Regions from separate parts of the Mus musculus genome. Here regions 2 and 3 are each linked to region 1. The links are chromatin contacts, called in public Hi-C and HiCAR-type maps. All regions are on one chromosome and are shown on one strand. The core of a region is the stretch at or near the end of the contact, and the rest is flanking DNA. Distances in the headings are between cores, read along the strand shown. Region 1 overlaps Drd3 (dopamine receptor D3). Region 2 overlaps Zbtb20 (zinc finger and BTB domain containing 20). Region 3 overlaps Zbtb20 (zinc finger and BTB domain containing 20).

Region 1 (4,147 bases), core at 569-3,068:
CCCCACCCCACAGCTCCGGCATCTTCCCAGCAGGTCAGTCCCCTCCCACCGCATCCTGGGTCAGGGCTGACTCAAGGAGGCCGCTGAGAACGTGTCAGGGAAGGAGGACATGACCAAAGCGCTGAAAATTAGAGTCCTCCGAGAGGAGCCCCGGAATAATGCAACCAAATTCATTCACCAGAGAGATCTTTAAGTGGCTCTCAAATGGCACCCATCACACAAGCAAGCCTCCGCGCCTTTGCAGAGAGCACAATAGGTACCAGATGAGTCACAGGCACCTTGGATTTTTAGTTTGCATCTAAATAAGCACTTTATATTTGCAAAGGGCTTTCCAGTCATTTGCAAAAAGCTTTCTCCTTCAACAACTCCACCAGGGGAGTCCACAGAACTAAAGATTTATTGAGCCCCCTGTCTGACCAAATAAAAGGTGGTGAAAAGCTGCCTTCAGAGCTCTGGGCTCATTAAACCCAGGCAGGGAGTTAGAGTCAGGCCCTCCCACTCAGACCGGGCTCGTCTTTCCCCCAGCAGTCACGGCGAGAACCCCCCACTTGAGGTTAATGATAGCTTCAGCTGGACAGTCATGATATTAAGACCTTAATGAGCGATCGGCCACGTCGACCGAGAATCAGAGGGCGCTCCATGTGTGCTGAAGGTCCTGCTGTCCCTCGTCACAAGTCCCAAGCTAGACCCTGATCTTCCAGAGATTTAGACAGTCCCCCATTCTTGACAAAAGTTAGGGAAGGTCACCTGTGAAGGTCACGCCTGCAGCGCACCACTAGAAGTATAATTTCCTGTTATCCTAATTTGTGTGAATGCACAGGCAACAAAAACAAATATAGCTATCATTTATAAACAGTCCAGCAAAGTAGGTACATTGTCCCATTACATGTGCACATGTCAGTGGGCGTATGCGTATGTACACACACACACACACACACGGGTGGGGTGACTAGAATCACAAAGCTATTAGGTAATAGATGAATGGAACCAAAAGTCACTGCCCATCTTTTTATTTCCCCAGGGCTGGGGATGGAACCTACCACTTAGAATGTGCTAACCTTTGCATTCTTCCATGGAGAGACAGCTCCAGGGTTATGTTAGCTCAAGCCACCAACACAAGTCTGTGATCCTCCTGCCTCCACCTTCACCCCCTGAATGCTGACCTTGTAGGCATGTGCCACCAAGCCAGCTTGTGCAGCCAATATCTCCTACAATAAACTGCCCTGGAGCCTCACCCTGGGGCCCCTAGCTGTTAAGTCACACTGCCAAGTTCAGTATCTAAGCCTTACAGCAAAGCGACTCTAGGCTGTTTGGTTCCTTGTGCCCGTTTAACATCAACAACTACCCCAGCCCTTCAACAGTGGCTCACACAAGAAAGTTCTCGACACTTGTCTGATAAATAAATTTAATGTGCACTGCCTGACAACCAGGAGGGGGAAAAAATCACAATCATAAAACCTAAAGTCACACAGAACAATCATGAATCTCTTAGGCTAGCCCAATAATGATGGCGATACAGTAAGAACTGCCTTTTGGATTTTAAGTTGTATTAAAAAACAAACAAACAAACAAAAAACTTCACAAATGTAATCTCATTCAATAGCTGTGAACAGTTCTGTTAGACAGAAAATTTGAGTCAGAAAACTCCAGCCGCGGGCCTCACTGTCTGACAAGCTAGCTGCAAAGCTGGATTTCAGCCCTAGGGCTTTACCAGAGCGAACATTGACTGCACTCGGGTCGGCTGAGTACTCTACAGGAGAGAGGGCCGAAAGAACTAGATGCTGCAACACAAAGAAGGGAGTGGGACTGGGAACACCTCCAAGGGAGGTGGCCCTAGCCAGGGTTCCTTCTCCAGCCAAGCCGCGCCAAGCCAAGCCTGACCCAGCGCCTCCGCGGTTGGCCTTGAGCAAATCGCTCAGAGAGGAAACCAGAGGCTAAACAAGTCTCGCAGGGTGAGAATGCGGGGTCCTCGCAGGGCTCCAGGAACTAAGTGGGGAGGTTTTCCGGCTCTGCCTCCCCACAGAGCCTGGAGAGCCCCCAGGTGAGTCGTGAACTTCTCACCCCGGCAGAGCTGGCGAAGTTCTTGCTGCATTTTGGTGCCCTCCAATGGTGGATTTTGGAACAGCCTCGAGGTCTTAGCCACCCACCTATGACATGCTGGAGGGGGCCTCATTTATTCTAACGGCTTAATCATTTAAGAAGAAGAAGGGGGGAAAAAAAACATACTGTGACAATAAAAGACTGTAGTCTTGTCTCTCATCTCTTACCCCAAGTGAGCAAGAAGGTTTGACAGAAATTCTCCCTAATGCAGACTCTCTCAGACTTGTCTAATAAGATACATTAGATGTTAAAAATACACGTCTCTGGGTTTTACTTTAGAAGTACCTCATGGAAACCACTAGGGAAATAACTTGGGGACGTTCATTTTAACAGTACACCCCCACACTCTCCAACTCCCACCCCCACGTTCCCCACACCCTAACACGCTGGCAATTAGCAGAGTCAAGATACTTGGGGAGGTTCAGTTCTGAGCATTCACACTGGTCTCCCGAGTACAAACAAGTGGGATGCCAGCAAACCCATGTTTCCCTGCAGGGCTAAGACAGCTACATGTGCCTTGGACAGGGAATGGGGTCCTTGTCAAAGGCACTGGTCCTAGAGATGGGAGACCTGGCTCTGCAAGGACAACTCCAGTCTGAAACTTTAGATCTATCCTGCCTTCCCTGAAGTTCTGGCTCCTCTCATAAAAAGAGCTACGTTCAGTATAGTCTCTTGCTCATAGAAGTGATGGAGCCTCCAAAGAGCTGATGAGCATTAAAGTGTGTTTAAGACAGCATGCCATTCCCACTAGTGTGCTAGAACCATGCTGGTGAGAGCAATATTCCAGGAATGTTTCAAGTTGGTAATCAAGCCTTTGGTGGTGGCTTGACATGAGCAGTGGTGGGAGTATTTGCGCAACAAAAATTGATGCATGTTACAAATTGGGGCTTTGTGTGTGTGTGTGTGTGAGAGAGAGAGAGAGAGAGAGAGAGAGAGACAGAGAGACAGAGAGACAGAGACAGAGAGACAGAGAGAGACAGAGAGAGACAGAGAGAGCAAGAGAGGAAAAGAAAGAAAGAGGAAAAGAAAGAGAGAGGAAAAGAGAGAGAATTGTTAGCACATCACTGAATATTTAGCATGTCTGGATTCTTTTACCCGTTAATTTTTTTTTGCCCACACATTTTGGTGTGTGATGTTTTTGTTTATTTTCAGTTTTTATAATAACATTTTATATATAAAAAAGCTAGTATGAAAAACAAGGAGGACTTTGCCTACAGCAAGCCCAAGCCAAAGAACGTGGTTGCCATCTTCCCACTCTCCAGACTTCAGCTAGCTGTAGCAGTTCCTCCATGACAGCAGCAGGATTTAAGTCTCAGCCCCTCCTCCAAAGGCTCCTGGGGTCACCATGAAGTGACCCTAGTGACCACATTTGATTTGGAGCCCTAGCAGAAAAGAAGTCCTCAAACTGATAGGCCTGGAGGACCACCAGGTGGGGGTGTGCTGTGTAACTGCTCCAGAAGAAAAGAATGGGGCTACCATGGACCCCCTTGGAATCCATGGGGACTCAACAGACTTTAACTCAAGAACCCCATTTCTCCCTCTTCAGAAGGAAGCCACTCGCTCTCATCTCAAGACTCACAGCAGTCTTTATGCTGTTCTGTCAGGAACACAGGTGTTAATTCTTGGAAAGTAGCTACATAAGAGGCACAGGTGGAACACGGACATTGGACACACAGGGACAAACAGGGAACATCGCTCAACCTCTGCTCACCCAGCATGCATCTTGCTTTCCCTCAGCCCAAGCTTTGCGGTGTACAAGGCAGAGTAAGGAGGCTCCTGCCCTAAATCTGGCATCCTGCCTCCCCGGAAACCAAAAAGACAAAAATTGTCGCTCTATATTTAGACCCATATCTAAATTCCCCGGAGCCTGGCTCAAGGATTAGACCGTTCTCTCATGGCCACTGAGACGGGCGATAGCTGCCTACTTGCTTCGCACATGGACCTCTAGGGAATACTGAGCTATAAGATGCTTTGAGCCGTTTGGGAACCTAAACCAAATGGCTAATCTCTCTCCATCGGTGAGACAAGCCCAACGATGGCTTAAGAT
Region 2 (4,147 bases), core at 500-2,999, 580 kb before region 1:
GGGGGGCATTTGAATTGTAAATAAATAAAAACCTGTGAAAAAAGAAAGAAAGAAAGCCGAATCCTTTTCATTCGTGGTCTTGGTAGTCTTGTTAAGTGCCTTTTGTTCTCTTGTTGCCTTGCTATCTTACTTCTCAACCTGGGGTACCTTGATTGCTCTTAAGAGCTTTGGTACAGCAGCATGGAATTTAGTCTCCAGTGTTGGCACCCTGATGTTTGCAGTGTATTCAGCCTGAGATTCGGATGACTTAGAAATTCTGATTAACATGGTTTGGAAACAGTTACCCTGTGTTCCTTTCCTATGGCTACTGTATTACGCTACTACCTTCATCATAATATGGCTTATGTACTTATTCTCCAATAATTCTGCAGTCTACAAGTTTAATGTCAGCGCCAAGGTCCAGGTGAGACCAGTGATACCGTCCTTCTGGAAACCATAGGAGATAATATTTCCTAGTTCTGCTGACTGAAATATTCCTTGGTTATGACCGCATCACCCATGGGACAATATCTGGTTTCACGGTCACACTGACTTGCCCTCTTCTATCTATAGGCAACCTCCTTCTGTTAAGAATGCATGGGATTTATGTGGTTGCATTTAGTGCCCATCTAGAAAATTCAGGAAAACATCTCCAAGGAAAAAATCCTCAGTCTCTTATTTTTTAACCATACAAAATGGTATTTATAGATCCAAGGATTAAGGTTTATGCATTTTGGAATAGAAATGTTCAAATGTTAGCATCAAGGTTTACATGTTTTGGAATAAGAATCTTCCAACTACCTCATCATCTTTGCCTGTGCATCCACCCCTAACCCTAACTAGCCTAACTAGCATCTTTCACTGTTCCTGTAGGTCAGGTGAAGAGATAGGTGGGAAAACCTAATGGGGAAGGGGAGGCTGACAGGAGGGGGGGGACTGACTTTGATGTTTGCACCTTGTTATTTTTAAAACTGAACCAGTTAAGCACAGGGCATGACTTTAAGACTTTCAGAATTAGATAAAGCTAGCTCCTTGATCAATGCTCTGAAGATTTTTTTTTCACATGGTTACTTGACCCTGATTCTCATAATTCTCATTTTAATCATGAAGATATCTAAAGAGACTCAAACTCAGTTCTGTGTTCCTCAGTCTTAACCTTCTTTCATTGCTGCTGAAGGCGAGGAGAACACAATGGCTAAGTCATAGCTGTCAGGTCTCTGTCACACTGCATTCAGGAAACCTGGGTGCTGTTACAACTGTTTTTGAGTATTTATTCTTACGATACAGAATGAGGAGGGATACTGCAGAAAGGTGGCTATGGGGAAAACATCTGGAAGAAATCACATTTCCAGGATCAAAGGGCTCCTTGTGCAGCCCAGAGGGTCCTCCGAGTGCTCCTCAGAGCAAACAAACAATTCTCTGGATGAGTCACTGAATTTTTTTTTTCTGCCAAAAGCCCACATGTGTTGCAAGAGCTCAAGGAAAAGGGGTGGAGAAAGGAGAGAAAATGAAGTTAAAGGAGGCACAAAAAATGACTTTAAAAACCTATATATGAATAAGAAAAATCGTAGCATGATTATAATCTTTTCATATATGTGGCATTCTCAACATTATACCACTTATATTGCCCTAGCCTAGAGTAAAATTATGTATAGTCAAAATATATTGAAAATCACAAAAAGAAAATGTAGCAAAGGGTGGTGGAGGAGACTACAAGACTTTGAAACAACATATCTCTAGTGCATGAAAATTGGCAACCGAGAGTGGCCCACACCCTAGCCAGTGGCATTTTACTGAGGAAAGAAAAGTTACTTATGAATCAGTACAGCCATGCTTTGTTCTGCATGAGTGTTTTAATAGAGCGAGTGTAATATAAGGATCAGGTGGGCTCATGGGAATGGAACAAAAGGTTTTGTAAAATTAAAGCAAAATAATTATAGCTCTAGGTGCAAAGCGAGAATACTCCAGCAGTTGATAGCAAGGACCTGCTCAGAGCGGGAGGGGGGCACACTGGAAGGTTTTCTTTTTTTCTTTCTTTCTTTCTTTTTTTTTTTATTCACTAACAAAGGCTTTTAATAGGTAACAGTTGTAAAGCATCTTTGAAAGTAATTAATGCACCCACACAAAAATTTATTAAAATGAAAATTTAAGGAATTGTCTAAAATGAATTAATTAACAAAAAAAGAACATCATGCCTTTCTTATTTTTTAAAGAAGGAGAGAAGGTTAAGCAGAGCAGATTTTTGTGAGATTGCATTTTAAAATGTTCTTGGTTTATTTAGTATCTGAATAGCCCTTAAAGAGAGAGTTGGCGGGCTTTGTTATCCTCTCCCTTTAGAAACACTAACTGGGACCTGGCATCAAATGGCGATTAATTTGCCCCACATGAGCTTCACCGCCCCTCAAAATGATGGCATCTGTTTACAAACAGTCCAAAGTTTAGGAAGTTTGCAGAGACCTGTAGTAAGCCGAATAGGCCATCCAGAGGCACAGATGGGTTTGTGCTGTTGCTCACCTGGCCTTTCCCCAGCCTCCTATGCCAATACTACTCTGCTTCCCGTGGCCCTGTAGAAGCTGAGGGCAAATATGTGAGGTCCAGGGTTGGTCAGTCTTACCAGAGACACTTCCTAGCCAGCAGGGAGAGCATTGACTGCCCTGATCCTATTTCCCTGAGAACCCTGGCCAGTTGCACTTGCTCTCCACCCTGCTTCTTTTGCATTTGTTCCCTTCTGAGATACAATTACAAAGGAAAGTATGTGCGGCCCACAGAAGCCTTTACTCTTTGCTGGGAAAATGATTCCTAGCTGATTTCAAAATCTTCCACTTTCAGAATGTTGCTGGTGGCTATACCTCAAAAACTTTAGGTCTGAACTTGAGTGAATCTCTGAGGATAAGGAATTTCAAACCTTCCATGCTGCAAGTGCTTGGATACGACAGCCTTTCTTACAATAGTGTCTTATTCTATTAATGCAGTATTCTAGTGTTTTCCTTGAAAAAAGTATTTCTGAACGTCAATTCAGGGAAAATATCATATGTAAGGAAGGGTGGTGTGAAGACAGCCTTCATGAGATAACATGACTATTACACAGGCTTCATAATGATAATAGCACACTGTGTTTACTATGATTACGTATGATGTGCAGATATTTAATAGAATTACCTTTCCCTTCAGCAGGTTTTAAATGTCTCTTATCAAGCCTTTGTTAATATTGGGCTGTCAACAGATTATGTTTATTTTTTTTCGAGACATTGAATTTAGTGCTTATGACTAATAGAGCAAGGCACTGAAAGTGTCTTTGCTTATGAAAAAAAACAGGCAAAATTATAAAGTCCAGGTAAAGGACACTGAACCTCATGGTCTGTCCATAAGCCTAGTCGAACTCCATTTTCTCTGGAATATGATTTAAAAACAAGTGAAATAAAAAAAATGGTATGGGGCTAGATAGATTGCTCAACTCATTAGATCTGTGGCTACTCTTGCAGAAGAACACAGTTCGATTCCCGGCACCCACATGGCAGCTCAGACTGTCTATAAAAACAGTTTTAAGGGGTTTGATCCCTTCTGACGTGCCAGACTGTGGCATGGTGAACAAACACAAGCAGAAAAAGACACATAAAATAGAAAAATGTACAAATAAATACCTATATATTTTTCTGTTGTTGCCAAGAGGAATTATGATCAACTTAGCAGCTTACAACACTCTATTATTTCACTGTTCTCCAGGAGTTTAGCTTGGCTTTCACCAGTTTCTTTGTTGTAGGTTTCATAAGGTTGTAATAAAGGCCTGATCTGGTTATGTTCCTAGCAGGATTTAAGGAAGACCCTGCTTCTGAACTGATACTGTTCCCTGTAACTCTGAGATGAAACACCTCCTTTCCTTAATGATGACTTGTCAAGGTCATCCTTGGCTCTTTGAATGTTGTCTTTATATATCAGGGCCAACAATAGTGTCTCAAATACCATGAGATTGCTCGGACTTCCCTTCTCCCATTTATAGAATAGAAATTTAGAATCGCTACATTCCAAACCTAAAAATTGTCTGCTTCTAGGTTGACTTGATTGAACCCACTTGAAACGTCTAGAATATTCTCACCGATGGGATGTCCATATGCATAACCACACTTGCATAATTTCCTCAGCCATATACTGTAAGAGTATCATGCGTTAT
Region 3 (4,147 bases), core at 1,213-3,712, 550 kb before region 1:
TCTGCCTTCTTGTCCTTAGTCTCTTCCTTAGCTCCAGTGTGTTGTTCTTGATCTATCTGTAAATACTAGTGACTCTGATTCCTCTGTAACATTGGTACTTGGCAGAAGCAATGTGAAGGAGGACAGATTTATCGTAGCTCACAGTATTAGCAGGTATCATTCCATTTTAGCAGGGAAGGCATGGGAATGCCCTCAACTTAGGGGAGCCAAAGAATGCAATAAAGTTTCTTCTCTTCATAATAGGCCAGGAAGCAGAAAGTAAGAGGCCAGAACCAGGGGTAGCCAGAGGCTACAAAGGCTGGCTGTAACTGATGTACTTCAAATAGGTAGGCCACACCTCTCTCCATTTCCACAGCAGGCCAGCAGCTTGGATACAAGTCTTGATGACATGACCCTATGACAAACATTTCAAACTCAAATCAAAACAATTTTGTTAACTTGTTAGTTAGTTGTTTAGTCCAACTAAGACTGAACACGTGAAAATAATATAAATCCACTGGAACTCTCATAATTGAAATGTAATAGACTGTGGACATATATACAGAAGTCAGAGCTTTGCAGATGTGTCTGAATAAACCTAGCATGCCCCTGGGGTTACTTATCTGCCATCACTCGCTGGCCATCTAAACACAGCCATTTGTAGCTTCTTCTCAGAGGATAAGTAATGTCCTTAGCCTGCCGCTTAAATACTCTTCATCTTCCCTGACTATTTACTGTAAGTCTTGTGTGACCCTGATAATTAGTTATACATATGAGTAGGTTAAATTTGTGACCATCATGATTTATAAGTATATTTTCTTAGTTCTACCTATGTTTACTAAAATAGCTTTCAATCATTTTACTTAATAAGTTTAACAGTTGAATCATTTTTTATAAAAGAAAAACCATGTATTTCTTGAAGTAACATGTTTTTGGATGGACTGAAAAGAATCATTTGCGTATGCAATAAAAAATACACATGGTTCCATTTTCCTTGACTCATACCACAGTATGTACTAGTCAAGTCACATGCCTAAATTTGGGGAATTTTATAGCACCGTGTCACTAAGTTTTGGGCATATAAAATACTATTTGCCTGGCTTTTAAGTTTGTGGATCTTACATGGGGCCTGGCATGGAGATAGGAAGGACATTTTTTTTCCATTGAGCTTTTACTCTGTTTTGAAAGGAAAAGTTGAAACAGAGTCCCTACTGAGTTTTTCACATGTTTCATGGTGGTAACCATAGGAAATAGGGAAACAGGAAATTGTTGGACAGAAGGAAGCCAAGGAGTCCATCTCAGCCTGTCCTCACCTTTTAGATACCATTTGGGCTTGATAAAAATTATTTTTATCTAGGAACAGATTTAATGCTTTATGTTTCCATAATCTTATTCAAAACAGTAGAGAAAATAGTACTGCTGATTATGTAAATAATTGTATTCTAAACAGAACTCAGTTCTTATGTTCTGAAGGAACTGATGGAAACATTCCTTCAGATGCCAATAGATAGAATCGTGGAAGTCTGCATTTGTAGAAGTCCATTTGGGGTATTTAGAGGAATTCTCAAAGGTTGTCATAATATATGTACTATACATGTGTGTGTGTGTGTGTGTGTGTGTGTGTGTGTGTGTATGTATGTATGTATGTATGTATATTCCAGATATGAGGAAAAATTCTTATTGTACAAAAATATCTGGGCATAGAATGATGATATTGTTAAATTTAGGTCACACGCATCTTCACACACAAATGTTCTTCATCCTGCTCACCTTTCTACTTCTTGACCTATTCAGCAAAACTGAATTCTCACTCACTGTCCATATTCAGAAGTGCTGTATCATGAAAATTAAAGTGCTTATCAAGCACAGTGATGTTCTTCCCTGCAAATGGAAACACACATTTTCTTGACTGTTTAAAGTACGCATGCATTCATTTGTTTGTGTCCTACCTATAGGGAGCATGTTGTGAATACCCTGACCAGGTAAAGCTCTATTAAAAGTCTTATCATCTCAAGACCATTGTGCTCATTACTGTAGTTTCTATTTTCTTTCATATGCTGAACATGTTATAAAAGCTATACTAAAGATATGACTTCCTATTCTTGTTTTATTTAATTGGTGAAATACAGATACCAAGTAGTAGTCATGGCGTTGTCTACACGTGGATACACAGCTCTTCTTTTCTTCTATCTAGAGTAGCATGTTGCTTTGAAAGGATTTGTACAATCCCACAATAATAAATTAAAAACAAACAAGCAACCTCTAACCAGATCATAAAGACTGCTTCTGATGACTGGCCAATAGCATCGCTCTTCCCATTCTTAGCTGAACCACACCAGTTGTTTAATCTTAGATTTTTCACATTGCACAGTTAGCTTTTTTCACAGTACAGTTTTGAAAGATGAGCACTGTATACATAACCATGATAAAATGCCTCCTGGATACAGAGCCTTTAAAGTGAGTGTGTGCCCAGAGGCAGGGAGGGGGAGGTCTGCTCGAGGTTGAAAAGCACAGTGATGTGTCAGAATGCTTGTGTTCTGACTCATACTGACACCGAGTGACTTGTCACTCAGGGATTTCACCAGTTCCCACATCTGACTCAGTGACAGTTTACAACAGTCTGAATTTCAATAATTATCCAAGTAATTAAAGTCAGAAACATTTTGGAAATGTTCAATATTGTATTACAATTTTAAACTGTAAATAATAGGTTTCTCATGAGATAGAGGGCCATTTTTGTTATGTTAAGTTCTCTTCTTCCAAGTGCTGGCATCTAAATTAACCAGAGTCTGGTCTAAGGGCCCAGTAATAGTTCATGATAGTTAAACTAATAAAAGAAATGGGAGATACTTAGAGAAGTATGTAATTTGATGAAATTTGTATTCCTTGGATTCTCTAATGTTTGACACAGGATGAGTTGAAAGCATTTTTTTTTTTTTTTTTTTTTTTTGACAATGGAAAGCTCTTGTGGGCTAGACAAGTTTTTCTGTAAAAGTGTAGTACTCAACTTAATTGTGCCAGGAGCGTATGCAGCCTGGAAGGACAGACACATCAGTGCAGACTCCCCGTTGACAGTGGCTCCTAGCGGGGCCTGAGGGTCCTCTTTAGAATGAGCCCCACTAGTGATTTGCTAGCCCATGTTCTAGAAACTCTCTCTGAAGTTTCTGGCAGTCAGTCAGTGCTCTAGCTTTTAGGATATGTGGTTCCTTGTTATGTGCAGAGTTAAAGAGATTACGTAATGTTCTATTCTATAAAGCACCACAGACAGAACATTTTATTTTTTCAGTATCTTTGGACTTTTCTGTTTGTTCCTAAATTTGCATGTTTTAGCTTAGGAAAGAATACAAATAGATCTGTTTTGTCAGAATTTTTACTTAATTGGCACTATAGGATCTATCAGACCAGGGAATCTTTTACAAATTTTGGGTTTTTTTTTTCTTTTTTATGCATATGTCCAGATGTCTACACAAAGCTAAAATGAATTGAAAGAAATAGCAGTTCTATTTAATGTAGTTAACACAGTTTTGTCATGCAAGGGCAACGACATCTGCTCTAACCTCTCACAAATACTCAAGTCCATAAGGATAAACAAGAAACATCCCCGTTACTGAGAAAGTTTTATTTTTTAAAAGACAACCTCTTTCTCTATTCCACATACTCAATTCCCTTGTCATTTTACATTATAAATAAATAACAAACCAATTTGGCACATGCCCACCGATTAAAAATAAAAGTTGTCAGAAATGAGAAGGGAAAGACAAAAATATGAATTATTAATTATAATATTAAGCAGCATAAAATGCCTAACATGAAATGATACCACCTACAAGAAATTTTATCAAAATAAAAATGAGACAATGATTTAATATTTATCATATAAAATTACATTGATGTAATTTTACATGGTAAATATATTTATATTATCTAGTACTTGAATCAAATTTAATAAAGAGATATTTTAATCATTGTAAATAAAATTCACTTCTGGGATAGTAACATAAATGGAAGTATTATTTTAAAATCATGTCCCGGCTAAGTTGTCTTACTGACCTAGTAGCTTTGCTCACTGTAACATTATATCCTGACATATTAGCTTTAAGATGTTCAACATTTTAAAAAACAAGAATGCCTAATTAACAGAAGGGATGATGCTTTCCTTAGGATATTA

What was found. A called contact is a pair of places that touch in the nucleus more often than the background predicts. HiCAR-type assays count read pairs that join an accessible place to other places.
Region 2: a contact with region 1 is called in a Hi-C map of uterus, with 2.6 times the contacts expected there. The contact joins two enhancer-like sites. A contact is called at or near these places in 1 of 484 Hi-C or Micro-C datasets (uterus) and 1 of 9 other capture datasets (embryonic stem cells).
Region 3: a HiCAR-type map of astrocytes shows a contact between it and region 1, with 3 times the contacts expected there. The contact joins two enhancer-like sites. A contact is called at or near these places in 1 of 39 promoter capture datasets (cranial neural crest), 2 of 484 Hi-C or Micro-C datasets (muscle stem cells and trophoblast stem cells), 2 of 115 datasets of contacts at active chromatin or transcription factors (astrocytes and fibro-adipogenic progenitors) and 1 of 9 other capture datasets (embryonic stem cells).

What each region holds. Positions count from the first base shown.
Region 1 is chr16:43,800,128-43,804,274 of GRCm38.p6, forward strand. All of the region lies in intron 2 of Drd3 (dopamine receptor D3), which reads left to right. Among named protein-coding and RNA genes, the nearest start is that of Gm26074, 32 kb to the right of the region's middle. Within about 2 kb of position 1,819, at least 150 of the 459 cell types and tissues checked have an H3K27ac peak or open chromatin away from gene starts, as enhancers often do. A contact at or near this core is called in astrocytes, fibro-adipogenic progenitors, muscle stem cells and 1 more, where this site is marked.
Region 2 is chr16:43,220,157-43,224,303 of GRCm38.p6, forward strand. The region is part of intron 2 of Zbtb20 (zinc finger and BTB domain containing 20); the gene reads left to right. Among named protein-coding and RNA genes, the nearest start is that of Gm25873, 96 kb to the left of the region's middle. Within about 2 kb of position 1,750, at least 41 of the 459 cell types and tissues checked have an H3K27ac peak or open chromatin away from gene starts, as enhancers often do. A contact at or near this core is called in uterus, where this site is marked.
Region 3 is chr16:43,250,774-43,254,920 of GRCm38.p6, forward strand. The region is part of intron 3 of Zbtb20 (zinc finger and BTB domain containing 20); the gene reads left to right. Among named protein-coding and RNA genes, the nearest start is that of Gm9968, 110 kb to the right of the region's middle. Within about 2 kb of position 2,463, at least 63 of the 459 cell types and tissues checked have an H3K27ac peak or open chromatin away from gene starts, as enhancers often do. A contact at or near this core is called in astrocytes, fibro-adipogenic progenitors and muscle stem cells, where this site is marked.